4 separate regions of the Pan troglodytes genome follow, and all the other regions are linked to region 1. The links are chromatin contacts, called in public HiChIP or PLAC-seq maps. All regions are on one chromosome and are shown on one strand. The core of a region is the stretch at or near the end of the contact, and the rest is flanking DNA. Distances in the headings are between cores, read along the strand shown. Region 1 holds the start of BSDC1 (BSD domain containing 1). Region 2 holds the start of NHSL3 (NHS like 3). Region 3 holds the start of RBBP4 (RB binding protein 4, chromatin remodeling factor). Region 4 holds the start of FNDC5 (fibronectin type III domain containing 5).

Region 1 (6,548 bases), core at 486-2,985:
GCTCAGGGCATTCTCAGATTTGCTGGGCTATTGCTGAGAGGCTGTCCAGGAGTACCCAGGATAAGGGAGGAATAAAAACGCTCCCAGATGTCTGGGTGTGGTGGCTCACGCCTATAATCCCAGCACTTTGGGAAGCTGAGGCAGGTGGCTCACCTGAGGTGAGGAGTTTGAGACCAGTCTGGCCAACATGGTGAAACCCTGTCTCTACTAAAAATACAAAAATTAGCCAGGAGTAGTGGCACATGCCTGTAATCCCAGCTACTTGGGAGGCTGCGGCACAAGAATCACTTCAATCTGGGAGGCAGAGGTTGCAGTGAGCTGAGACCGCACCTGTGCACTCCAGCCTAGGTGACAGAGTGAGACTCTGTCTCAAAACAAAACAAAAATACTCCCAGAGTAGAGGACTTATTTAGGTGAGGTCAGAAGCTTCCTGGAGTCGGCCCTGAAGCAGGACTCATCCCAATTGCTTGAGGTAAATAGTAATCAACTTTTCCCACAATTCAGTTGGGCTGATTTTGACAAATAAGCATGAAATGAAACAGGAATACACATTGGCAAATTACCCACTGGCACAGCCAAATATCACTCATCCCACAGAGATTGTTCAGCAAGAAGGCCTTCCACTCTCTGGTGATTAATCTCTCTCTCTCTACTGCCCGTTGCATAGCCCCTACTTAGAACTCATCAGGCACCAGTGTGTATGGCTCATGCTCATCTCTGGCTTGGGTTCTTGCTTTTCATCCTGTCTAGGCAGGGTTGGCCTTGATGAGGTTCCTTCTCCACAGGGGCCTTCCCTGGTGAGTTACTGACTAACCAGAATAGACAAGGTGCCCCTGTACTTTCCTTTCACAGAACTTACCACAACGGTAACTAAACAACTATTTGTTTGGCTACTCGGTTAATGGCTGTCTCCCCACTAGACTGTGAGCTTTGTAAGGCCCAGGATTACATCTGTTTGGCTGAAGTCTGTATCCTCAAGACCTATCAGAGTGCTGGTTGTCGCATATACTCTAATATTTGAATGACTATACGAGTAAGTTTTTTTATTGCTAGAATCTTTTCCTTCAAGACCTGTATCAAATGCTCTTTCACGAAGAAACTGAATTTCCTGAGCTGGAATAAATTGCTCCTTCCTATGGATTCCTACAAAACGTTCGTTAACTCCAGCCTTTAAAACCACCTTTATTTCACTGTGGCTAGTATCACACTGGTTTGCGTCGAGGTCTGTCTTCCCGTGGACCGGTAGAGGCTAAAAGAAAGGCCCAGGTCAGCCTCATCCTTGAGACTTAGCGCCCGCAAAAGTTGGGCGGGGCTGGTTGGACCAGGTTGCATTGAGGCGGCGCAGGGCCCTGCTGAGGGAAGAAGGGCACGGGCCCGGCTTACCTTCTCTTTGACTGCTTGGTAGCTCTGCTGCAGCCAGCTCCGCCACCATCCCACGTCCTCCCTGTGGAAGACAGACACATCTGGCAGCACCGCGGTGCGATTCCTGCCCGCCCAAGGATCCGGTTTGTTCCCCCCTCAGATGTACCCTGCGGGCCGAGGCTTCGCAGACCGCTTGCCCACCCCCTCACAATGCGACTCCACTCTGCCCTTTCAGATCAGTCCACGCCCCCGCTGATCTCATGTTCCCCACCGGGACTCTCGCCCAGCACCCCAACCCTGGGAGAATTCAGGCCCCAACGCCTAGGAGCAAAACGACAAGCTCACCCTTCCGCCATCTTGCCTGCATGACATCACCACTATTTACTGACCTTTGACTTCCGACACGGCACCGCCCCCTCAAGGACCGCCCCCGAGGCGCTCGGCCCAATCCTCGCGCCGGCACCGCCCTCAGCCCAATCCCCTCCCTGCGCCATCATTAGGCCCCGCCTCCCTGAACTCTATCCAGTCTCTGTCCCGAGTTCGCCCTCAAACTCCGCCCCTGAACTCTCAGTTCAATCTTCATTCAGTCCTGCCCTCAGGCTCCACCTTCACCAAGCTTGACTCTTTGTCACTGTCCGCAAACGTCGGGTACGGTGGCCTCTATGGACGATGATCAGCCGACAAGCTGGACTGCGGAGAGCTGGGAGCAGAGGGGAGGAGGAGAGATAGCTCCAACGTCAGGATCCCAGAGCGCAGGGTTAGGACCGCCCCCCTTTGTGAAACCAGCTGCGTAGAGGCTGCTTTGTGTCTCTTTGGGCTAATTCAATAAGCCCATATTGCGGGGCTGTGGCCCAGAGTTTGGAGGAATGTGAAGAATTCAGAGGCGACTTAGATGCAGCCTTTGGAGGGCTTACGGGTTAATGGGAGACACACACATTCAGTAATCTCAACTTTCGGTGGCCCAGCTCAGAACAACGCCAGGTGGAGGTGGTCTGGAGAAATCCGGAGACCGCCTGGATTGAGTTCTACTGCGATTGGAAGGGAGATTCCACAGCCCACATACTTTGGACTTTAATTAAGGTCAGCCCCTCCACGTGTGCGGTAGATCCCATCGCCTCTTGTTTGCTTAAGGACATAGATCTAGTAATCCCCCCTTCATCTCTTTTCCCTCTGATGACTGCATTATCCTTGTCATCATCCGTACTGCTGTTTCTCCCATCTCAAAGGCAAACAAAAACCAGCCCTCTCTATATCCCTCACCGTTTCCCTACTCCCCTTTACAGCAAAAGCGTTGCCTACTCACAGTCTGCAACTCCCCTCTCCTCCCATTCTCTCTTGAACTCACTGCAGTTAGGTTTTTGCCTCTCAGACAATCCTTTGAAATAACTTTATTTATTTATTTATTTATTTTATTTATTTTATATTTATTTGTAGCTCTGCTGCAGCCAGCTCCGCCACCATCCCACGTCCTCCCTGTGGAAGACGGACACATCTATTTTATTTATTTATTTATTTTTGGTCCTCCCTGTGGAAGACGGAAACATCTATTTTATTTATTTATTTATTTTGAGTCAGAGTCTTGCTCTGTCGCCCGGGCTGGAGTGTAGTGGTGCAATCTCGGCTCGCTGCAACCTCTGCCTCCCGGGTTCAAGCGATTCTCCTGCCTCAGCCTCCCGAGTATCTGGGATTACAGTTGTGCACCACCACGCCCGACTAATTTTTGTATGTTTAGTAGAGATGGGGTTTCACTATGTTGGCCAGGCTTGTCTCGAACTCCTGACTTCAGGTGATCTGCCCGCCTTGGCCTCCCAAAGTGCTGGGATTACAGGCATGAACCACTGCACCCAGCCTGACATAACTTTCTTAAGGTCGCCAAGAGGAATGGCCACTTTTCAGTTCTTGTTTTACATCCGCATCTTATTTGACACAGTTGACCACTTTCTTCATTTGGCTTCCAGGACATCATGCCCTCTTGACTTTCTTCCCCGTTCATTGGCATCTCAGTATTCTTTGCTGTCTTCTCACTGCCTTCTTGTTGCTGGAATGGGATATTCCCTGGGAGAAGGCTCAGCCCTTGGTGTCCTCCTCCTTTTTGATGTTTATAGTCATTCCCCAGATATTCTCATAAAGTCTCATGATTTTATTTATTATTATTTTTTAAGATGGAGTCTCACTCTATTGCCCAGGCTGGAGTGCAGTGGCATGATCTTGGCTCACTGCAACCTCTGCCTCCTGGGTTCAAATGACTCTCCTGCCTCAGCCTCCAGAATAGCTGGGATTACAGGTGCCCACCACCACACCCAGCTAATTTTGTATTTTTAGTAGAGATGGGGTTTCACCATGTTGGCCAGGCTGGTCTTGAACTCCTGGCCTCAGGTGATCCACCCACCTCGGCCTCTGAAAGTGCTGGGAGTACAGGCGTGAGCCACTGCTCCTGGCCCATTTTATTTTATTTTTAAGACAGGATCTTATTCTGTCGCCATATTAGTCCATTTTCACACTGCTAATAAAGACATACCTGAGACTGGGCAATTTACAAAAGAAAGAGTTTTACTGGACTCACGGTTCCACATGGCCAGGGAGACCTCACAATGATGGAGGAAGGTGAAAGGCACATCTCACGTGGTGGCAGACAAGAGAGCTTGTGCAGGGAAACTCCCGATTTTAAAACCATCAGATCTCATGAGAACCATTCACTATTATGAGAAAAGCACGGGAAAAACCCGCCCCCACCATGATTCAGTCATCTCTCACCAGGTCCCTTCTACAACACATGGGAATTATGGAGCTACAAGATGAGATTTGGGTGGGAACACAGAGCCAAACTGTATCAGTTGCCCAGGCTGGAGTGCAGTGGCACGATCATGGCTCACTGCAGCCTTGACTTCCTGAACTCAAGCAATCCTCCTGCCTCAGTCTCCTGAGTAGCTGGGACTACAGGCATGCACCATGAAGCCCAGCTATTATTATTTTTTTAAATAGAGATGAGGTCTCCCTGTGTTGCCTTACTTTTAATTTTTCTTTAGCAATGCTTCACTATGTTGCCCAGGCTGGTCTCAAACTCCTGACCTCTAGTGATCCACCCACCTTGGCTTCCCAAAGTGCTGAGATTACAGGTGTGAGCCATCTTACAAATCTCATACTTTTAAATGCCATGTATATGCTGATGGCTCTCAAATTTCCTCTCCAACCCATACATTTTCTCTGAACATCAGGTTCATTTTGTCTATTTGCATGTGTAATAGGTGTATTATTTTTAACATGTCCCAAAACAAACTCTTGATTTATCCACCTCATCTTCCTGCAAACTTTCCCACATTTGTAAATGGAACCTCATTATTCCAGTTGCTCAAGCCAAAAACCTAGGAGTCATCCTTGCTTTCTCACTTTCTTTCATACTCCCAAACTAATCCCATCAGCAAATCCAGTTGGCTCTGCCTTTCAAACAAAACCAGAATCTAGTGACTTCTCACCACCTCCACTGTTATTATGTAGATACAAGCTACCATAATCAATCTCATGGTTAATTACAAGAGCCTCTTAACAAATATTTCTGCATCCACTCTTGCCTTCCTTAAGTCTAGTCTTCATTTGCCTGAAAGTAATCTTTTAAAAGACATACGTCACTGGGAATGCAATTGGTATGGAATACAATATGCCATTTCCTCAAAAAAATTAAACAGAAATTACCATATGATCCAGCACTCCACTTCTGAGTATATACCCAAAAGAATAGAAGGCAAGTACTCAAACAGATATTTGGTGTTTTTTTGTTTGTTTGCTTGTTTTGAGATGGAGTTTTGCTCTTGCCACCCAGGCTGGAGTTCAATGGCACGATCCCAGCTCGCTGCAACCTCCGCCTCCCGGGTTCAAGCAGTTCTCCCGCCTTAGCCTTCCTAGTAGCTGAAACTACAGGCGCATGCCACCACGCCCATCTAATTTTTTTTTTTTGAGACAGAGTTTCTTTCTCATCACCCAAGCTGGAGTGACAAGCAATCTTGGCTCACTGCAACCTCTACCTCCCAGGTTCAAGCGATTCTCCTGCCTCAACCTCCCAAGTAGCTGGGATTACAGGTGCCCACCACCACGCTCTGCTAATTTTTGTATTTTTAGTGGAGACAGGTTTTCACCATGTTAGTCAGGCTGGTCTTGAACTCCTGACCTTGGGCGATCCACCCACCTCGTCCTCCCAAAGTGCCAGGATTACAGGTATGAGCCACCATACCCAGCCCTGGCTAATTTTTTGAGGTTGAGGCTGCAGTGAGCTGTGACCATGCCACTACATTACTGCCTGTGCAATGGAGAGACCTTGTCTTTAAAACAAAGAAAAACGTGTGTGTATATATATATATGTATATATATGTGTATATATATGTGTATATATGTATATATATGTATATATGTGTATATATGTATATATGTATATATGTGTATATATATATATATGTATATACATGCCAGATTACAGCCTTCCTCTGCCCAAAGTTCTGCAATGTCCTCTTATTTCACTCAGAGAAAAAGCCAATAAGTCCTCACAGTCTCCTTTAAGGCCCCGTATAGTTGATCTGACCTCACATTACTGGCCCCCTTAGTCACTCTGCTCCAGACACATTGGCTACTTTGATATTCCCTGAAAATTTCTGGGACTCTCCTGACTTGGGGCCTTTCAACTTGCTGTTCCTTTTGTTTAGACTGCACTTACCTCCGGATATTTATGTGCTTCTAACTTTCACCTCATTCAGATCTTTACTTGAATATAATCTTCTTACTCACCATGACCACATTATTTAAAATCACAAGTTGCATAACAAGCACCCCCATTTCTCTTCTCTGACATATTGTATATTATACTTTGTTTAAAAAATTGTTTGCCTCCTTCAGACTAGAAATGCAACCTCAATGAAGGCAGGATTTTTGTCTGTCTTGTTCACCTGTCTACGGCTAGCACCTACAACAGTGTTTGGTACATAATAGACACTCGATATTTGTTCAGTGAATGAAAGAATAAATGCAAGGAGAGTGAGGACAAAGACAGGACTAATTTAGAGCAATCTGGAGTAGCTAAAAAGAAAAAGGAAAAGAGAGGATGGACGTGAGGCTGTAAAGGTCATTAACATCTCGATTCTTGAGAGCCTTGAATGCAGGACTTAAAATTCATGGACAGAGGAGAGTCACCAGAGGTTTGG
Region 2 (6,698 bases), core at 1,456-3,955, 360 kb after region 1:
TATGTTGGCCAGGCTGGTCTCAAACTCCTGACCTTGTGATTCACCTGCCTCGGCTTCCCAAAGTGCCAGGACTACAGGCGTGAGTCACCTTGCCCGGCCTGCTATTGCCTCTTGAAATTCTTTTTTTAAAAGACAAGGTCAGGCCAGGCGCAGTGGCTCACGCCTGTAATCCCAGCACTTTGGGAGGCCGAGGTGCGTGGGTCACCTGAGGTCAGGAGTTCGAGACCAGCCTGACCAATATGGTGAAACCCCGTCTCTACTAAAAATACAAAAATTAGCCAGGCTTGGTGGTGGGCGCCTGTAGTCCCAGCTACTCAGGAGGCTGAGGCAGGAGAATCGCTTGAACCCGGGAGGTGGAGGTTATAGTGAACCGAGATCGTGCCACTGCACTCCAGCCTGGGTGACAGAGCGAGACTCAGTCTCAAAAAAAAACAAACAAACAACAACAACAACAACAAAAAGACAAGATTTCACTCTGTTTTGCAGGCTGCAGTGCAGTGGCGCGAACATGGCTCACTATAGCCTTGACCTCCTGGGCTCAAGGGATCCTCCCACCTCAGCCTCCCGAGTGAGTAGCTAGGACCACAGGCACTTGTCACCACACCTGGCTAATGAAAAACAATTTTTTTTTTGGAGAGATGAGCTCTTACCATGTTGCCCAAGGCTGGTCTCGAACTCCTAGGCTCAAGCAATCCTCCCACCTTGGCCTTCCAAAGTGTTGGGATTACAGACATGAGCCACTGTGGCAGGCCTTGAAATTCTTAATAAGTTTTTTTTTTTTTTTTTTTTTTTTTTTTTTGAGACAGAGTCTCACTCTGTCACCCAGGCTGGAGTGCAATGGTGCAATTTTGGCTCACTGCATCCTCCGCCTACCGGGTTCAAGCGATTCGCCTGCCTTAGTCTCCCAAGTAGCTGGGACTACAGGCATGCACCACCACACCCAGCTAAGTTTTTGTATTTAGTAGAGACCGGGTTTCACCATGTTGGTCTGGCTGGTCTTAAACTCCTGACCTCAGGTGATCCATTTGCCTGGGCCTCCCAAAGTGCTGGGAATACAGGCCTGAGCCACCATGCCTGGCACCTGTAACACTTTTCCCTTGAAAACTGCATTCTCTACATTCCCTTTCCTCACCAACTAACAGAGGAAGAGGCTGGGTTCTTAGGAGTGCTAGGCTGGGCCAAGAGCACCCAGAGTACAGGGCTGGTTCCTGATCCAGAATGGGTGCTCTGGGATTGTGGGCTGGATCTGAATGAATCGTGGTTAGACAAGAAACTGAGGCCCAGCATGGACACTGGGTGGTCTGCCCCAGGGCCCCCAGGTGGGAGAGTGTCAATGATGTCCCAGGTTCACCACAGCTGAGCCCCTGGGGACATGCAGGGGGCTAAGGCAGGTTAGGGAGATCCCACTGCACTCTAGTAATCCTGCAATGTTATGGTGAGTGCTATCTACAGTGCGCCGGGGCTGACTGGGCTGGGTGGCCCAGACAAATGGGCCCCTGCCCTCGTGGAGACCAGGACCAAGAGAAAGCCATGTGACCAGAGTCAGATTGGGTGATTCTGGCCACCCCACTGGTATGGACATCACAAGGCCCTTCTGGGGACTGACGGAGGGGGTTCAAGGGTGCTGAACCCACAGCTGGTCCCCAGCGCAATTTCTAGTCCTTAGGGTTTGAAGCCTTGGACCAGCCTGAGACAAAACCCAGATGCCCATCTTGGCTCCTCTCCCGCTGACCACCTCTGTCCCCTTCTGGCCTCCATTTCCGTTGTCGTGGGATCAGATGATATAAAAGGGCTTGGTCAGCTGTAATAGACCCAGAGGCCTGTAGGCAATGAGTACAGCAATTTCAGGATTCTTAATGTTTCCTTTCCTACCAGCCTCCCAGTCACACCTCTCACCTGCCCAGAGTTCAACCCTAATTAGTGTTGAGCATCTCAGTGGGAACTCCTGGTCCAGGCAGGAGTGCCCTGGGGCCTCAAATCCTAGTCCAAGGGTAAACGGAGGAAGGGCTATCCTCATCTTGCCACCAAAGGGTGAGGCAGGAACACAGTGGGCCTGGGCCCCCGCTGCACACCGAAGATGGTTGGAGCCTGGAAGGTGTGGTAAAGAGCGAGGAGGCGACCCCAGTCAGCAGATGGGAGGGAAATACCCACTGCGGGTCACAGGTCTTGGACGTGTCTGAAGCCTCTATTCCTGGCGCAAGCGCCCCAACACTGTCGGGGCTTGGAAGGAATTCTCCAAATTCCCTTATTCCAGGAAAAAATATTCCAGAATCCCCTGTCTATTCCCAGCCCAAACTTGGGATACCAAGTCTCCTGGGGTCCAACCCCAGCCTCTCGCTCCCCATTGCCTGCGCCCTTCCCCTTTCCGTCCCCACCCCATACCACCCTCTTCCGAACAGACCTCCCGCGGTGCCCCCTGCGGGACGGAACCTCAGTGCCGCCCCCTCCCGGGCGGCCCCACGACCCGCCCTCTCGGGCCCCAGCGGGGGGCACGACCCCGGGCTCCCGGGACCCCCTCCTCTCGGGACTGGACCTCGCCCTCCGCCGGGACCGGGGGAGGCGGGGAGGGGCCGCAGGCAGCGGCGCTCCCGCCCCGCGGCCGCTCCCGCCCCGCGGCCGCTCCCGCCCCGCTCCTTCCCTCCCCGCCGGCCTGCGCCCCGCCCGCCGCTCGGCCGGCCCCTCCCGCGCCGCTCCCGCCGCCCGCTCTCCGCGCCCGCTCGGCCTCCGCCGCCCAAACTTTTCTCCGGGCGCGCGTCCCCGGCGGCCGCCCCCGGCATGGGCACCGCGCCGCAGGGGGCCTGACCCGCCGCCCGCTCCGCCCCCGCCTGCCATGGCGGCCCGCGCGCCCCCCGCCGCACCTGCGGCCGAGGAGCCGGGGAACCCGGGCGGCCCCCCGCGCAGGAAGAAGTCCCGCTCCGGCGCGTCCGGCCTCCGCCGCGCCTTCAGCTGGCTGCGGGGCAAGCGGCGCAAGAAGAAGGCGGCGGGGGCCGAGGGCGCCGAACCGGCCGCCCCCCGGGCCAAGAAGGCGGAGGACAAGGCCAAGAGGGCCAAGGGCAAAGGCCGAGGTAAGGCGGTCGGCACCTGGGCTGAGCGCGGGGGGGCGTCGAGGGTACGGCCGAGGGGGCTCTGCCGGGGGTCCGCGCGCGGCGTGTTGGAGGGGGGTGACCCCCAGGAGCTGGTGCTGGAAAGCGAAGAGGCCAGGGCTGAGTCCGAACACTTCCACCCAGCGCTGCCTTCCGCACTTTCCAGACCCAGTCCTGCCCCGCTGTGAGGGGAGGGGACCCCCGGCTGGGGCAGGGATCCCCTGGCAGAGCAGGAAGTGCTGGTAGCCCGACTCCAGGGCGGTGAGGCGATTCCCCCTCCCCCAGGCTCACCCAGGTTCTGCCCTCTGCTGAGTCAGGGGGTCAGAGACTTAACGCTGGCCTGTGGCCAATGGGAGAGACAGGTGGCCTTGGGTCTCTGGTGGGGACCCTCTGGGTCTGGAAGGTCAACCGCACTCACAAAGAGTTTCAGCTCCAGCTGGATCTGGATTTCCAGCCCCACAAAGGACCTCGCATGGAGCACAGTGTGCCCTGCCTTAGCTTCTTAACAGTGCTGGCTTTTCCCACCTGGCCTCCCTCAACGCTCACCTGGGCCAGGCCACAAACATCACCTCCTGGGGTAGTGAGCTCACCAAGGTGAACCAACCCGCCCCTCCCTATCACTCCTTCTTCCAGCCCTGGAGAAACATGCCAGTGTCGGAAGTGTGCTTACAGATGGGGGAAACTGAGGCCCAAGCTCAGTGGAGAGGCTGTACCTGGGCTGGGGTGGGTACTTAAAATTCAACAGCTAATTCTCAGTCTTTCTGAATTTGAGCCCCTGGGCTCCTCCTCTGGCCTGGATGGGCAGCCTGAAAGGCAGGGAAGCCGACCTGGCCCATCCCTGCTGGGGTCATTTTCAGTTCCTTTCTTGGGCCTTCCCTCATTTTCCAGTTTCTGTCTTCCTTTTGGTGGGGAGGGCTTGAGTCTTTGCAAGAGGGTGGAGCTCCCTTGGGGCTTGCGGTCCTGGGAAATCCACCTTTCCTAGACTGCTGCTGCAGTGCTGGAGGTGAGGAAATGGCTGGGTGTGCGGGCCCATCCCATTCTGCCTGTGTTTACCCTCCCGGTGTCCTTTAACCACCTCTTCTGGGAGAGTTAGAAGGAACACTTTAGGGGTCAGGAAGAGGGTGGAAAGCCTCATGTGTGATTGTATCCGGCTTGATCTTCCTTTTGGATAAGGGCCCTGCTTCCCTGCGGCACAGCCACAAATAGAAGTGAGGGTGCTGGGGCTGGGGTGACTGGGCCAAACCCTGAGGGAGGATTGGATTTGGGTGAGGGGTGTTTCCAAAGCCTCTGCAGTCCTAACAGGACATGGAGTCTGTCCCAGGGCTGCCCCACTGGGATTCAGTCTGAAGTCATCCCCATCTCATTCAAGAGGGCATTGCAGCAGGATGTATTGTGGTCAGACTGTCAGGATTGGCAGGCAGAAGGCTAGTGGACTAGCAGTGTATACTCCAGGGCAGTGGACTTTTTTCCTCTGGGAGACCAGCCTGGAAGTCAGGGGGCTGGAAAAGCTGAGCCTGTAGGTCACTGCTCCAACAGCCTGGGTTTGGGGTCATTGGGTCAGTGGCCAGGCCTCCCTCTTGCCTTGTGTTTGGTATCAGGTGGCTCTGGGCTTTCTGGGCAGCATGTCGGCCTGATTTGAGCCCACGTGCATGGGTAACACCTCCTTGCCCCTGGCTGTTGTTTCTCCAGGTCTGGAGGTGGCCCTGGGTATGACTGGAGGAAGTCCTGTTCCCTTTTACTCCAGCCTCCTATTATTGCAACTGTTTCCTTGTCACCTGCCTGGCCCAACTTCTTTTCTGTTTATTAAGAGAAATAAATCTGATCCCACTAATCTCCACTGGCAACGCTGGCCAGGAACGGGAAGCCTGCAGAAGGCTTAACTCTTTCAGGGAGAATGTTCAGAATGGAGATTGGGAGAGGTGGGGAGGAGGGATACACAGGAGATTGCTGGGAGGTCAGGGATCTTTGCTGGGGAAGTCATTATCTCCTCCATTCCAATCTCTGACTCAAAGACCTACGAGAGGCAGGTCTTGATTCCTCTAATCTGACTCTCCTACTTTAAGATGGAAAAACTGAGCTTGTCATGGAGTTTTGAGCACCAGTCTTCCATGATTCCCTTGCTGACCTCACTACCCTGCACAAACTTAGAAGAGAGGAAGTCTGACATTTATTGATTAGTCTGAATATGTCAAGATCTCACTTGCAGATGAAAAAATTGAGGCTCAGGGACAGTGAGTGACTGATTTGACCAAACTGGGATTTAAACTCAAATTACTTGCCTCAAAAATCGGGACTGTTTTCATGACTCTCCCAAGGACATAGAGCAGCAGGTAAGGCTTGAAGATCTTCTTGTTCAACTCACTTTACAGATGGGAAATGGCCCAGAGAGAGAAGTGAGGGAACTTGATAGAGTGGGGAGAGTATCAGAATCAGGCCAATGAGAGTTTAAATCCTGGCCCAGCTACTAGCAAGCCCCATGATGTAGGATGAGCAACTTCTCAGTGGGCTCCCTGATTCCACCACTGTCTTGTGGGGAAGAAAGGGGGAATCCTCTGGCTGGACATTGCCTTGATGGGCTGTGACCTTTCTGTCTCACCAAGATTCTCACAAGAGAGCATATGAAAATTATATTAAAGGCTGGGCGTGGTGGCTCATGCCTGTAATCCTAGTATTTTGGGAGGCCGAGGCAGGCAGACTGCCTGAGCTCAGGAGTTCGAGACCAGCCTAGGCAACACGGTGAAACCCCGTCTCTACTAAAATATAAAAAATTTGCCAGACAAGGTGGCGTGCACCTGTAGTCCCAGCTACCCGGAAGGCTGAGGCAGGAGAATTGCTTGAACTCGGGAGGCGGAGGTTGCAGTTAGCCAAGATTGCACCGCTGCACTCCAGCCTGGGCAACAGAGCGAGACTCAGGGAAAAAAAAAAAAAAAAAGAAAATTATATTAAAGAGAAGTAACCATAGAAATGCAAGGGGTTGCTATGACTGTGTTTATAAGTTTAGTCACCTGAGCTCTAACGACCCAGTCTGGAAGGAATGGGCTCTGGGCCTAAGAACAACTTTGCTTGACTGGGCGTGGTGGCTCACACCTGTAATCCCAGCACTTTGGGAGTTTGAGGTGGGTGGGTCACGAGGTCGCGAGTTTAAGACCAGCCTGACCAACATGGTGAAACCCTGTCTCTACTAAAAATACAAAAATTAGCTGGGCTTAGTGGCACGTGCCTGTAATCCCAGCTACTCAGGAGGCTGAGGCAGGAGAATCGCTTGAACCCGGGAGGTGGAGGTTGCAGTGAGGCGAGATTGCACCACTGTACTCCAGCCTGGGTGACAGAGCGAGACTAGGTCTCAAAAAAAAAAAAATGGACAACTCTGCTTCCCTGGTCTGCCCCTGTCAAGCTACAAGATGCTGGCAGGTTATTCACCCCTCCAAGCCTCAGTATCCTTATCTGTAAAATAGGGATAATAAATCCTAGCTTTATAGGGGCCTTTCCAGGATCAAATGAGCTAACAGACATGCAAATGCGTTGTGAACTGTGGAGCATGGTGCAGCTGGCAGCAGGTTTCTGCTGTTGTTATGCTGCTGAGGACTTGAGCATTAGTTAAGTTCACCCTGATCC
Region 3 (6,458 bases), core at 3,320-5,819, 270 kb after region 1:
TAAAAAAAAAATTAGGAAAATTATTTTAAAATCTCAGTGGACGAGGCATTCCCTGAGTATGACTTCTTATCTTAGAAGCCATAAAAAAAAAGGGTTGGCCAGGAGTGGTGGCTCATGCCTGTAACCCCAGCACTTTGGGAGGCTCAGGTGGGCGGATCACTTGAGGTCAGGAGTTCAAGACCATCCTGGCCAGCATGGTGAAACCCTGTCTCTACTAAAAAAAACCACAAAAATTAGCCGGGTGTGGTGGTGGGCACCTGTAATCCCAGCCATACGGAAGGTTGAGGCAAGAGAATCACTTGAACCCAGGAGGCGGAGGTTGCTGTGAGCTGAGATGGTGCCACTGCACTCCAGCCTGGGAGACAGAGCAAGATACTGTCTCAAAAAAAAAAAAAAAAAAAAAAAAAAAAATGCCAGGCGTGGTGGCTTACACCTGTAATCCCAGCACTTCGGAGGCCGAGGCGGGCGGATCACCTGAGATTGGAAGTTCGAGATTGGAAGTTCGAGACCACCCTGACCAACATGGAGAAACCCTGTCTCTACTAAAAATACAAAATTAGCCAGGCACGGTGGTGCATGCCTGTAATCCCAGCTACTCTGTCTCAAAAAAAAAAAAGAAAAAAATTAGCCAGGTGTGGTGGTGCATGTCTGTAGTCCCAGCTACTCAGGAGGCTGAGGCAGAAGAATTACTTGAACCTGGGAGGCAGAGGTTGCAGTGACTGGAGATCATGCCACTGCACTCCAACCTGGATGACAAAGCGAGACTCTGTCTCAAAAAAAAAAAAAAAAAAAGAAAAGAAAGAAAGGGTCAATGCAGGGGGTCCCCAACCCCCTGGCCAGTACCAGTTGGTGGCCTGTTAGGAACCAGGCAGCACAGCAGGACGTGAGCTCACAAAGCTTCTTCTATATTTACAACAGCTCCCCATTGCTAACATTACTGCCTGAGCTCCACCTCGTTTCAGATCAGACACAGCATTAGATTCTAATAGGAGCTTGAACACTATTGTGAACCGCACATTGAGGGATCTAGGCTGTGTGCTCCTTATGAGAATCTAAAGCCTGATGATCTGTCATCCCCAGATGGGACCATCTAGTTACAAGAAAACAAGTTCAGGGCTCCCACTGATTCTATATTACAGTGAGTTGTATAATTATTTCATTATATATTACAATGTAATAATAATAGAAATAAAATGCACAATAAATGTAATGCGCTTGAATCATCCTGAAACCATCCTCCCCTACAACCCCCGTTGGTGGAAAAACTGACTTCCGTGAAACCAGTCCCTGGTGCCAAAAAGGTTGGGGACCGCTAGTTAATGAACTGCATTGCATAAAAATACTTTCTGCCTAGTAAGAAAAACCAACAACCCAAGAGAAAAAAAAAATAACCCAAGAGAAAAAAGGGCTAAGAATATTAACATACACACCCCAGAATGGGAAATACAAATAGCTTCCAAAACACTATAATATGTTCAACTTCACTTACAATAAGAAAAATACAGTAAGTATACTTTACAAATTAGAAAAGATAAAAAAGTATGGTAACAATTAGTAGAAGTGGGAGGAAAGAGGCACATTCACACAATACTAGTGAAAGTATAAATTGGTACAACTCCTATAGAGAGCAATTTGGCAATAACTGTCCAAGTTAAAATATCCTTTTAAAAAATGTAGAAGTCTTAGCAATGGAAACAAAAAAAACTTGGAGAACTTGATTCTACAGATCCACTTGCACATGTACAAAACAGTGGATGTACAAGTGTATTCAATGCTGCACTGTTTCTAATACCACAAGAGTAGAAATAGCCTAAACGTCCATCAACTGAAAATTGGTTAAAGCAAATGCTAGAACATCTAGGCATGTACATGTAAGAAAAAGGTAACGATGACTGCTCTACAGAGGGGGACTAGGTGGTTGAGGATGGGGGCTGCCAGAGTTACTTTTCACTGCCTATGTTACACTTTCTGAATTTCAAATCAATATATATGACCTATTAAAAATAATTTTTTTTTTGAGATGGAGTCTGGCTCTGTCGCCCAGGCTGGAGTGCAGTGGCGCGATCTCGGCTCACTGCAACCTCCGCCTCCCAGGTTCAAGCGATTCTCCTGCCTCAGCCGCCCAAGCAGCTGGGATTACAGGCACCCACCACCATGCCTAGCTAATTTTTGTATTTTTAGTAGAGATGGGGTTTCACCATGTTGGCCAGGCCAGGCTGATCTCAAACTCCTGACCTCAGGTGATCCACCCGCCTCAACCTCCCAAAGTGCTGGGATTACAGGCGTGAGCCACAGCACCAGGCCTTTTTTTTTTTTTTTTTTTTGAGACAGTCTCACTCTGTTGCCCAGGCTGGAGTGCAGTGGTGTGATCTCGGCTCACTGCAGCCTCGACCTCCTGGGTTCAAGCAATTCTCCTGCCTCAGCCTGCCGAGTAGCTGGGATTACAGGCGTCCACCATCATGCCCAGCTAATTTTTGTATTTTTAGTAGAGACGGGGTTTCACCATGTTGGCCAGGCTGGTCTGGAACTCCTGACCTCAGGTGATCCACCCACGTAGGTCTCGCCAAGTGCTGGGATTATAAGTGTGAGCCACCGCAAACGGCCTATAATATTTTTAAATTGTTTTTAAGTGAGAGAAGGGGATATGCTAGGAGGTATGCCAGCTCCAGAAAGCACATTGCCTAGAATACTATGGTAAATAAGTAGATTTTACAGAGAGGACAATGAGAAATTAATGAAAGATTTTAAGCAGATAAATAAAAGTCAGATTTGTGCTCCCCAAACCACAGCTACCTTTAGGGATGACAGCTTAACGTTTAATATAGAATTTAAGAGACAAAGATAGGTTATGTGATTTACCTAAAGTCACTAAGCGAATAAATGGCAAAACCAGCTGGACACTGCAGCGCGGGCTATGATCGCTCCATTGCACTCCAGCCTGGACGACAGAGCGAGACCCCATCTCTAAAAACACACACACACACACACACACACACACACACACACACACACATATATATATATATATTTTTTTTTTTGAGACAGAGTTTCGCTCGTTGCCCAGGCTGGAGTGCAATGGGGCGATCTCGGCTCACCGCAACCTCCGCCTCCCGGGTTCAAGCGATTCTCCTGCCTCAGTCTCCCGAGTAGCTGGGATTACAGACATGCTCCACCACGCCCAGCTAATTTTGTATTTTTAGTAGAGACGGGGTTTTTCCATGTTGGTCAGGCTGATCTCGAACTTCCGACCTCAGGTGATCCGCCCGCCTCGGCCTCCCAAAGTGCTGGGATCACAGGCGTCAGCCACCGCGCCCGGCCTAAAATAATCATTTTTAAAAATCACAATCATAAATGGCAAAACCAGGTTTTTTGCTAATATGATCGAGGTGAAACATCAAGTTAGAAATCCCCTAATTAGCTTTCCGAGTCCTCTAACCTCGCACACTCTAATCTCACCGTTGGGAAATACATGGGGGTAGCAACACTGCAAACGCCTGAAAATATGGTTATCTTTAGAATTTACGAAGATAAATGTGATTAGACACATGTGGAAGAAGTTCAAGAGACTGTAAATGAGGGAGGCCAGGTTTCGCGACTATTAAACCAGGTGGCTTTTTCCTTCAGCATTCCCAGGAGAAGTACGAACGCGACTACAACAGCCGGCACAAATGGGATCATGCCTGAAGTACCCATGGGGCACAGTAGAAAGAGCAGCAGGAAGCCGCAGGTAAGGAGAGGGGATGCCTGTGTGCTTACATGTAAAGAGAGAAGTAAGCCACCTACTCACACTCGTACTTCCTATTGACTGGCGGATACTTGGCCTTGATCGCCTTCTGTTCTTCAGTCAAATTGTAATCTCTAACATCTTCCTCTTCCTGCGCCATGACTGCAGGATTAGACACTCTACTTCCGCCCTTCATCCACCGGACTTCGGCCCGGAATTACTACTTCCGCTCTAGACTCCGCCCCTTGGCGCACACCCTTAAAGGACCACACTCCTTTCTCGGAGTTGGCTGTTGACCTACTTTAGTCCCTACCCTGCCGCTTGGATCGCATATTTAAAAAGCCAAAACCCCATCTTCTGCGCTTCCTTCATTACTAGTTCTTTCCAAAGACTAACGAAAAACGTTGAAGGGCACCTTGAATGAAACCCGTCTGGGTCTGACTGGCGAGGTTTTTTCCCCCGCTTCACCCCCAAAATTGATAATTAGACCCGAAGGCATTCTAGATTTTTCATCTCAGTACTCTGAAAGGGTCGTAAGCTTAATAGCCTTCAAGAAAATGGCTGCCCTCTTGCCGCGGGAGTGTGCGGACCAAACCTCTCTCACGTGACCCTGACCGGGCGCAGTCCCGTCAACGCCGGCGCGCGCAATCGCTGGAAGTCGGCTCGGGGAGGCGTGGGGGGAGGGGCGGAGCGCGCGCCTCGGTCCCCGCGGAAAGCTACTCCGCGCGTCTGGATTGGTCGCGAACGCGGCTTCCCCGCCCATCCCGCCATTAGGAGCGCTCCGATTGGCTGATGTTGGCGCGAAGGTGCGCGAGTCAGCCTTCGCGCTGGGGGCGCAGGAAACAATAGAGGCCGCGCGCACAGAGCGAGCTCTTGCAGCCTCCCCGCCCCTCCTGCAACGCTCGACCCCAGGATTCCCCCGGCTCGCCTGTCCGCCATGGCCGACAAGGAAGGTGAGGGTGCCGGGGCCGACCCAGGAGGGCAGTGGGTGCCTGGGCTGAGCCGCGGCCTCGACATGGCCTAACAGTGAGGGCAGGCCCGAGTTTGCCGAGTGCAGTCCCCGGTACTGAAGGCGTGAAGAGGGAACTCCCCGTGGGGCGGGCTAACGGCTCGCCAGTTCCCTGGGACCGATTTCGGTCGCAGCTGGCGAAGCCAGCGGTGGGGCCCCCGGCCAGTGTTTGTTTCTCTTCCTGCCTCCGATATCGGTTTCTCGGCCTCTGTCCCGAGCGTGGGGACACCGCTTCCTACCCACAAGGCTCGGAGCTCGGGCCTCCTCGTCCGGCTTGTGAGTTTCGGCGCGCGCGAGCGTGCTCCGAAGGCCTGGCTGGCCCCGTGGCCTGGAACGGGTAACGGAGTGTTTGGCGGGGATGGCCCGAGGAGTTTCGGCGCCGCGAAAGTGGAGAGTGTGCATGCCTCTGCCGTGGGGATTTAGACAAATCACCTCCATTTCATGGTTAGGATGTAGGAGTCATGCAGGTGGCTTTGCAGAGGATTACTCGGTTTCCGTTTGTTTGCTAACTTAAATTTGTTTTTAAAAATTTTAGCAGCCTTCGACGACGCAGTGGAAGAACGAGTGATCAACGAGGAATACAAAATATGGAAAAAGAACACCCCTTTTCTTTATGATTTGGTGATGACCCATGCTCTGGAGTGGCCCAGCCTAACTGCCCAGTGGCTTCCAGATGTAACCAGGTGACATGACTCTCCCGAACGTTATTTTGATGTATTTTCAGTGTAGATTTCTCATTGATTTTCTTTTTTCCGCTCTTCAGTCACCCGGAGAAGGCATGTGATCAAAACCTCTTGGTGACATTTTTTCTAGGCCACAAAGTAAGGCAAAATAACAAAATGATTTTGTAACTTACCTGACAAGAGAAAACATATTGGCGTTTTTTTCTCAATACTGAATTAAATAGCTGTAGCTGATGATAATACCTGTAATAATAGTGGCTGTACCAAATAATAGTACAAAACTTGTCAACTTTCAAAAAGTATTATGGCCAGGAGCAGTGGCTCACACTTGGAATCTGAGCACTTTGGGAGGCCCAGGCAGGAGGCTTACTTGAGGCCAGGAGTTGGAGACCAGCCCTGGGAATACCCCCGTCTCTACTGCCCCCCACACAAAAAAAGAAAAAAGTATTACTATGAGTCTAGTCCTTACAACAAAACTTTTTTGTTTTTCTTTTTGAGACGGAGTCTCACTCTATTGTCCAGGCTGGAGTGCAGTGGCGCGAGCTCGACTCACTGCAACCTCTGCCTCCCAGATTCGAGCGATTCTCCTGCCTAAGCCCTCCCAAGTAGCTGGGATTACAGGCACCTGCCACCACACCTGGCTAAATTTTTTTGTTTTTTTAGTAGAGACGGGGTTTTACCATGTGGGACAGGCTGGTCTCCAACCCCCTGACCTCTGGTGATCCGCCCGCCTCTGCCTCCCAAAGTGCCGGGATTACAGGCGTGAGCCACTGCACCTGGCCTCAACAAAACTTAATTTGAATTCTCGTAGTATGTCATGGTACCTGCCTTCAAGGAGCACATTGTCTAGTTGAAGTGGCAGATATAAACTAATAATTATAGTTATATATGGTGACAGCAGTTGTAGAGAGATAATTAGGGTACCTAGAAAACACCTGAAGGTGGAATGGCTTTCTTATAAGGGGTTTGGGCATAATGAGGGCTATAAAGATTAATACCATGTTTCTTACGTGTAGGTAGCTTATCTCTAGTAGAGGGGATA
Region 4 (6,576 bases), core at 565-3,064, 480 kb after region 1:
GGGAAGGAAGAAACTAAGGCCTCAAGTGGGGTCCAGTGACATGGCTCTCAGCTCTTCAGTGGGTTGAAGAACCAAGCCCAAGAGGCCCCAGGCTCCTCATGATTGGGATGGAAGCCCCTGCTGGCCACAGGCCGGCCCCATGAGGGGTCCAAGGCTCAAAGTGATGGGCCTGGGCCGGGGCCCTATCTAAGGGATGGGTGGTTAGAGTTGTGGAGAGAGTTATGTAGGGGACATAGGTGGACAGAAACTGAAGGTTAGCTGATGAAAAGCAGACAAAAGGACTCCCCAGTCCAGTGCTCTTTTGACAATACTGTCCTGTCCAATGAGTGACCTTGAACGAAGGAGAAAGACCCAGAGATCGAGAAGTGTCAGGCTGGGGTGAGCCCTGGACTGGGAGTGAGGAGAACAGAAGTATCCTCAGAGCTGTGATGGCCCAGGCAGAATAAAGCCTGGGGAAGAGTCTGTGTGAGCCTCTTATCCATGCTCTTCCAGCCCCAAGATGCAGGTGGGGAGGTGGCAAGGGAAGATGGGGTCACTCAGAGCAGGGCCCCTCCATGGCGAGTGGAGAGGAGAGAACAGGTAGGGGAAGAGGATGAATGAGGAATCACTCCAGAAGAGACAGGAGGGAAGTGGGGGTGAGAGTGATAGGGATAGTGGGGGGTCAGTGAGGAAAACCGTCCAGGAGAGGGGCAGTGCAGTCACATAAGGCTCAGTATCTTCCAAGGGGCAGGTGCGGCACGGGGCAGAGCTGGGCCTGAGCAGCACCCCTCACCCCACAGAGAGTGAACTTGAGACCCAGGGGGCTGGGCCTGGGACCTGAGGGAGACAGAGCCAGACACGGAGGGGGAGGTGGAGAGACAGGACACAGACAGGTGGTGGCAGACACAGAACCAGAGGACAGAGAAGTGGGGCATCTGAGAAAGACAGCTGCGAGAGAGCGCTCCCCGAGCCACGGAGGGAGAGATGAGCCGGGCAGCGGCAGCCAGGAGGGACAAAGACAGAGTGGCAGGAGAGGCTGGGCAAGGTCGGGCCGGCCCCATGGGGCAGGCCAGACACTGCACCAGATCAGGGGTGCCGGGGCCCACCCCACGCCCTGCGCCCTCAGGTGCCAGCCCCCATCCCCTTCACACGTGCTCCTGTACAGCGGGACCCCATCTGCCCCTGCAGAGTTGGCTTGCAGGGCTTTGAGAGGTCCTGGGGACACGGAGAGAGGCCCAGATGGGGGACCTGGTGTCCTCAGCTGCTCCCTGGGTCAAAGAAGGGAGCTAGGGAAGCTGAGGCAAAGACCTGGGGTTAGGGGAATGGGATTAGGGGACTGGGGACCACAAGACCCTAGGAAACCCAGGGCTGAGGTGACAGGGGAGATTTGGAAACTGAAGGACAGGTCTGGGGGTCAAGGAGGTAGGGAAGACGCTGGGGGCTGGGTTAGGGGAGCAGTGTTTGGGCCGAGACAGGAGTCCCTAGGGGGCAGAGAAAGGACCAGGGGACTCCCAGGTAGCTGGGCTCGAGAGGAGCCTGCCCCGGCACCGGCCCCCCGCCCCGGGCCCCCTTACCCGCCTGCACCAGCGCGAAGCAGACGCAGCCCAGCCACAGGCGGAGCGCGGCGCGGGCGCGGGGCGGCCAGGCGCTCGGCGACCCAGGGTGCATGGTGGCTCCTCCGGCCGGCAGGCCCGGGGCGGCGCAGGGGGACGCGGCTCCGGCGCCCGGCGGCCGCTCGCGCTCGCGCTCCGGCCCCCGGCCCGGCCGGCCCGGCCGCCCCGGCCGCCCTGCGCCGCCCCGAGCCGCCTGCATGTCGGCTCCGCGGACAGCGACTCCCGCGCGGCGGCGGTGGCGGCGGCCGCGTCCACGTCGGGCGCCCGGGGGGCGGGGCGCCCCCGCTGCGGGGAGAGGTGCAGGGGCGGGGTGAGGACCGGAGGGCGCCCCCACTCCCGCCCCCGCTGCCTATTAGGTCCTCTGCCGGGGAGGAAGGGGCTTCGCGGACCCACGGCTCCCGCCCTCTCACCGAGCGGGAGCCCGGCGGGGTTCTCCGCGCCCCCGCCGCGGTCACTCTCTCTCCCGTGCACAGCCCTGACTTGGCTGCCGCTTTCTGCCCTTTCCCAGGGTAGAGAGAGGACAAGTGCCACCGAGATGCCCGTTTGTGCCCCCACCCCTAAGCGCGCCTCCCTTCCCTGGGCCTAGGGATCCCCTCACTCCACGGTAGACCCGAGGCCTTGCGGCTGGGGCAGACGGGAGCAGAGGGAGAGATCACAGTAAGGCTGGGGAGAGCTGGAGAGAGTGCTAAGTGGACACCAGGGCTCCGTGTTTCCAGTGGGGTTGGGAAGAGGCTGCTCTGACTCACTGGAGAGTCCAGCTCTGTGACCCCAGGCCAGTCCTTTTCCTTCATTTTCATCCCCATAGTGAGGGCAGTAATGAGCGTCTACCAGGGGCCAGATACTATGCTGAGCTTTCTTTGCATTATGTGGCTTAATTCTCAGGGCAACCCTGTAAAGTCATACTCTGCACACTTTGCACAGGAGGAACCTGCAGCTTGGACAGGCTACTTGACTTGTCCAGGGACCCGCAGCAGAGCCAGGACTTGAGCACAGGCTGATCTGACTCCCAAAGCTGTGCTTAACTGAACTGTCTCCCCACCCAGAGTGACTTCACCCATCCGGAGATTCCTGAGACTCTAGAATTGGCCGGGGCCAGCTCCTCCCCAGCCAGAAAACAGTCTGCAGCAATCTAAGAGCATCTCTGAGAGGGGGAGTGGCTCCAGCCCCCTACTCTCATCTCAGCCAGAAAAACAAGGTGGAGGAGAGAGGCATGGACCAGGGCTCAGGGCCTTTTGTCTCAGCAAGAACCCCTGAGCCCCCTCCCACGACTATCCGAAATTCCACTACTAGCGGGGCATTCCTTTGGGTCTTAAAGGTTTTCCAGAAGCCCTGGAAGGGCTAATTTTCTTTGGAAAGGAGACGTCTTGCAAAGTTCCGCCACAGAAACGTCTTCAGGGTCTTCCTCTCCATCCCCCTGGTTTTACATTAAGGAAGTGAGGTCTACCGATGGGAAGAACTTGGTGCAGATTCACACAGTGGGTCAAGAGGAGCGATAGACAACCCTCCTCTCCTAATGCCCACCCAGGACTCCTTCGCTGGCCCTGTGTTCCTCCTTGGTCACCTTGGAAGGGGTGAGATGGAAGCGAGCTTAGGGGCTCTTGTTGAGCAGCAGAATTTTCCTGCCCATCCCCTCAGTGCCCCCAGACCTGCCCCACTCGGCAGGGTGACACTGCCCAGCCCTATCATTTCCCCAGCCACATACCTTGTCCTGGGAGAGCCTCAGCTGGGACCTCGACCCGTTTGGGAGAAGAGCCCCGGAGCCAGAGCACCTCTCTCTTTCTTTTCTCTTTGCTCTCTTTCTCTCCCCTTATTATCTTCTCTCTTTCTCCCCGCAGCTGCTGCCTGCCCCACCCCACCCGGCCCCGCCCCACCAGCTGCAGCTTAGCCCCTAGGGACCCCCCACCCCCCATCCATCAGACAGGAAGACAACCAGGAGGCCCGCAGGAGCAACTGGAGCCTCTTCAGGCCTCCATCACAGGAACCAGCAGGAAGGAGAGGGTTCAGTTAGAGGACACAGAATCTACTCCCGTCTCTGCAGGGGAGAAAAGGAGGGAGGGTCCTGGTGGGGTCTTGGCCTCCAGTCCAGCGCTGGGGAAAGGGGGACCTTGGCGCCATCTGCTGGCCTCTTTGGGTAAAACCCAGATAGATGTAGGGCATTGGGAGGGAGGAGATGGCAGTGCCTGAGGGCTTGAGAGAGAAGGCGGCTGAAGGAGGGGGCTTGAAGGATTTGGAGAGTTGTGACTGTGGGGGTACAGCCTTCTCAGTCCTCATGATGCATGGGGTGCTTGGGCCTTAATTCTGGGGAAAGCCCTGGTGCCTGGAATCTGGCAGCCAGTGAGAGCTGGCTGGGAGGATTTAGTGGAGCCCTGGGTGAACTTGGGAGGGAGCTGTCAGAAGCAGCCACTGCAGGCCAGGGCGCTGGCTCACGCCTGTAATCCCAGCACTGTGGGAGTCCGAGGTGGGTGGATCACCTGAGGTCAGGAGTTCGAGACCAGCCTGGCCAACATGGTGAAACCCTGTCTCTACTAAAAATACAAAATTAGCCGGGCATGGTGGTGCGTGCCTGTAATCCCAGCTACTCTGGAGGCTGAGGCATGAGAATCATTTGAACCCGGGATGCAGAGGTTTCAGTGAGCTGAGCGCACCACTGCATTCCAGCCTGGGTGACAGAGAAAGACTCCATCTCAAAAAAACCCAGCCACTTTATGTACCCCATCCCTTAGCACAAGGCTTATGATGCAGTTGGGGCTCATTAAATGATTGTTGACTGTATGGAAAAAAAATCATTCTTCCATCATATGTTTATTGAGCACCTATTATGGACCAGGCCCTGTGTAATATTCTGGAAACACAGCAGTGAAAGAATGAATGAAACCATGAGGACCTGGGCAGGGACTAAGGGTGCGCCTCTGTCCTCCCAAGCTGCACTCACTGGGCTTCACAGGACTCCACAGAGACCCCCTTGAGGGCTGGCCGGCCACTTACACATTGACACCTAATGGGGTCACCAGCATTTGGACCCTCCTGCGTGTCCAGAGTCTCAGCACCTAACTCAGGCTGCAGGTGCCCAAGCCAGCCCCGGGTACCCATTTAGAATAGGAAGGTTCCTTTTTATAGCCTAGGATGGTCATGGCCCCAGTCAAGGGTGGTCGCTAGACACCCCTCACCCGCCCTGCAAATCACAGGAAGAATCAGGAGGTCAGGAGTTGCTTTGGGGATATAATAATTGAGCACCTACTTTATCCATGTTATTATTTTATTTTATTTTGAGAAGGAGTTTCATTCTTTTGCCCAGGCTGGAATGCAGTGGCGTGATCTTGGCTTGCTGCAATCTCTGCTTCCCAGGTTCAAGTGATTGTCCTGCCTCAGCCTCCTGAGTAGCTGGGACTACAGGTGCCCACCACCATGCCCGGCTAATTTTTTTATTTTTAGTAGAGACGGGGTTTCATCATGTTGGCCAGGCTTGTCTCGAACTCCTGATCTCAGGTGATCCACCCACCTCAGCCTTCTAAAGTGCTGGGATTACAGGCGTGAGCCACCGCGCCCGGCCTTTATCCATGTTATTTTGAGTCTTAGGCTGGTATGTGTCATTAGCTTCCATTCCATATCAGGAAGCTGAGGATCAGAGAGGTAAGGGGACTTGCCCTGTGTCACACAGCCAGTGAACTATAGAGACATGTCTCAAATTAAATTATGCGGCTGCAAGTTGAGGGCTTGATCCAGTCTGCCTACCACATCCCCTCACTTCTAAGGACCTCTGAGGACAAGGATCCAGGGCTCAGGGCTCACCAGAGGACATCACATCAATCTCCTTCCCTGAAGGGCTCAAGGGGACTTATTGCTCACAGAGGCAGTTGCTAATCCCAGGGCCAAGACAAGGGGCCCCCTACTCACCCAACACTTTTCCCGTGCTGACACATTATGTACATAAGGGAAGACTCTTTGAATCCTCAGAGGAGTTGGAATTATACCCATTTTACAGATGAGGAAACTGAGGCTTGAAGAGAAGAAGGGGCTTGCCATGGGTCATACAGCTGGGAGACACTGATCTAGCCTCTCTAATCCTCAAAATCCCCATCATGGCAATGATGAAGTCAGGCCAGTTTAGTATTTACTGAGTGCTGGTGGTGCTGAGGACATAGTGATGAACCAGACTGGTCCTAGTCCTTAAGGAGTTCTTATGGCCAAGGAAGAGGAGAGAGATGCTCTTAAAATACAAAGAGGAGACTGCCTTCTGGAATAGGAGGCACCTGGGGCCTACAGGGACAGAAAAGGTAATTAACTTGAGAGGAAAGCAGGAAGGGCTTCTGGGAAGAGGTGATGCTTGAGCTTAATAAGTACTGACAGTCAGGTGGAAATTAGCCAAGTGAGAGGAAAGAGGCAGAGGGAAAGAGGAATCATTAGCCCTGAGGTCTGGAAAAGTGGAGTGTTTCTGTGGAGGGAAAGCAGGAGAGGCAGAATGTTTATGTGGGCGTTTGCTATAGGCTCTGAGCTGTGACATTGGGAGCAGGAAAAGTAGAACTAGATTGGAAAGATTGTTCCGAGCTTGCAAGAGAAGCTGGGGCTAGGAAGGGCTTTATTTATTCAACAAACATTTATTGAGCACCTACTAACTGCCAGTAGCATCACAGCTGTGACCAAGACAACAGGGTCCCTGCCCCATGTGAATCTCATATTCCAGGGGGAGAGAAAAGCAATAAACAAGTGAGCTGATGACCAAATGAAATATCTTCAGAGACCGAGAGTGGCTATGAAAACAATGAAGTCATGTGGTGGAGAGTGGCTGGGTGGGGCGACATTACATGGTGTGGGCTGAGGGGGAGTCACCTGAACTGACACCTGAAGGCAAAGGAGGCAGCAGCACACAGCACAGGAAGGGAGCTCCAGCCCCAGAAGAGCAAGTACCAAGGCCCTGGGGCAGGAGCAAGCTTGCATGTTGGGGAAACAGAAAGAAGCCAGTGAGCCTGGAGCTTTATAAGCAAGA

The links. HiChIP or PLAC-seq counts read pairs in DNA pulled down with a chosen protein or histone mark.
Region 2: an H3K4me3 HiChIP or PLAC-seq map of stem cell-derived excitatory neurons shows a contact between it and region 1, with 4 times the contacts expected there. The contact joins the promoter of NHSL3 here to the promoter of BSDC1 in region 1. A contact is called at or near these places in 1 of 1 datasets of contacts at active chromatin or transcription factors (stem cell-derived excitatory neurons) and 1 of 1 other capture datasets (stem cell-derived neural stem cells).
Region 3: a contact with region 1 is called in an H3K4me3 HiChIP or PLAC-seq map of stem cell-derived excitatory neurons, with 17 times the contacts expected there. The contact joins the promoter of RBBP4 here to the promoter of BSDC1 in region 1. A contact is called at or near these places in 1 of 7 Hi-C or Micro-C datasets (induced pluripotent stem cells) and 1 of 1 datasets of contacts at active chromatin or transcription factors (stem cell-derived excitatory neurons).
Region 4: an H3K4me3 HiChIP or PLAC-seq map of stem cell-derived excitatory neurons shows a contact between it and region 1, with 14 times the contacts expected there. The contact joins the promoter of FNDC5 here to the promoter of BSDC1 in region 1. A contact is called at or near these places in 1 of 7 Hi-C or Micro-C datasets (stem cell-derived neural progenitor cells) and 1 of 1 datasets of contacts at active chromatin or transcription factors (stem cell-derived excitatory neurons).

The regions. Positions count from the first base shown.
Region 1 is chr1:198,576,180-198,582,727 of NHGRI_mPanTro3-v2.0_pri, reverse strand. It overlaps BSDC1 (BSD domain containing 1), which reads right to left and starts at 1,735. Exons shown (of 11, transcript NM_001243957.1): 1 at 1,708-1,735; 2 at 1,384-1,444. The coding sequence starts at 1,718.
Region 2 is chr1:198,221,377-198,228,074 of NHGRI_mPanTro3-v2.0_pri, reverse strand. It overlaps NHSL3 (NHS like 3), which reads left to right and starts at 2,705. Exons shown (of 7, transcript XM_003307954.4): 1 at 2,705-3,065. The coding sequence starts at 2,831.
Region 3 is chr1:198,314,093-198,320,550 of NHGRI_mPanTro3-v2.0_pri, reverse strand. RBBP4 (RB binding protein 4, chromatin remodeling factor) reads left to right here and starts at 4,569. Exons shown (of 12, transcript NM_001246374.1): 1 at 4,569-4,677; 2 at 5,269-5,416. The coding sequence starts at 4,662. It overlaps ZBTB8OS (zinc finger and BTB domain containing 8 opposite strand), which reads right to left and starts at 5,033. Exons shown (of 7, transcript XM_063783364.1): 1 at 4,973-5,033.
Region 4 is chr1:198,094,065-198,100,640 of NHGRI_mPanTro3-v2.0_pri, reverse strand. It overlaps FNDC5 (fibronectin type III domain containing 5), which reads right to left and starts at 1,814. Exons shown (of 6, transcript XM_009453148.3): 1 at 1,554-1,814. The coding sequence starts at 1,791.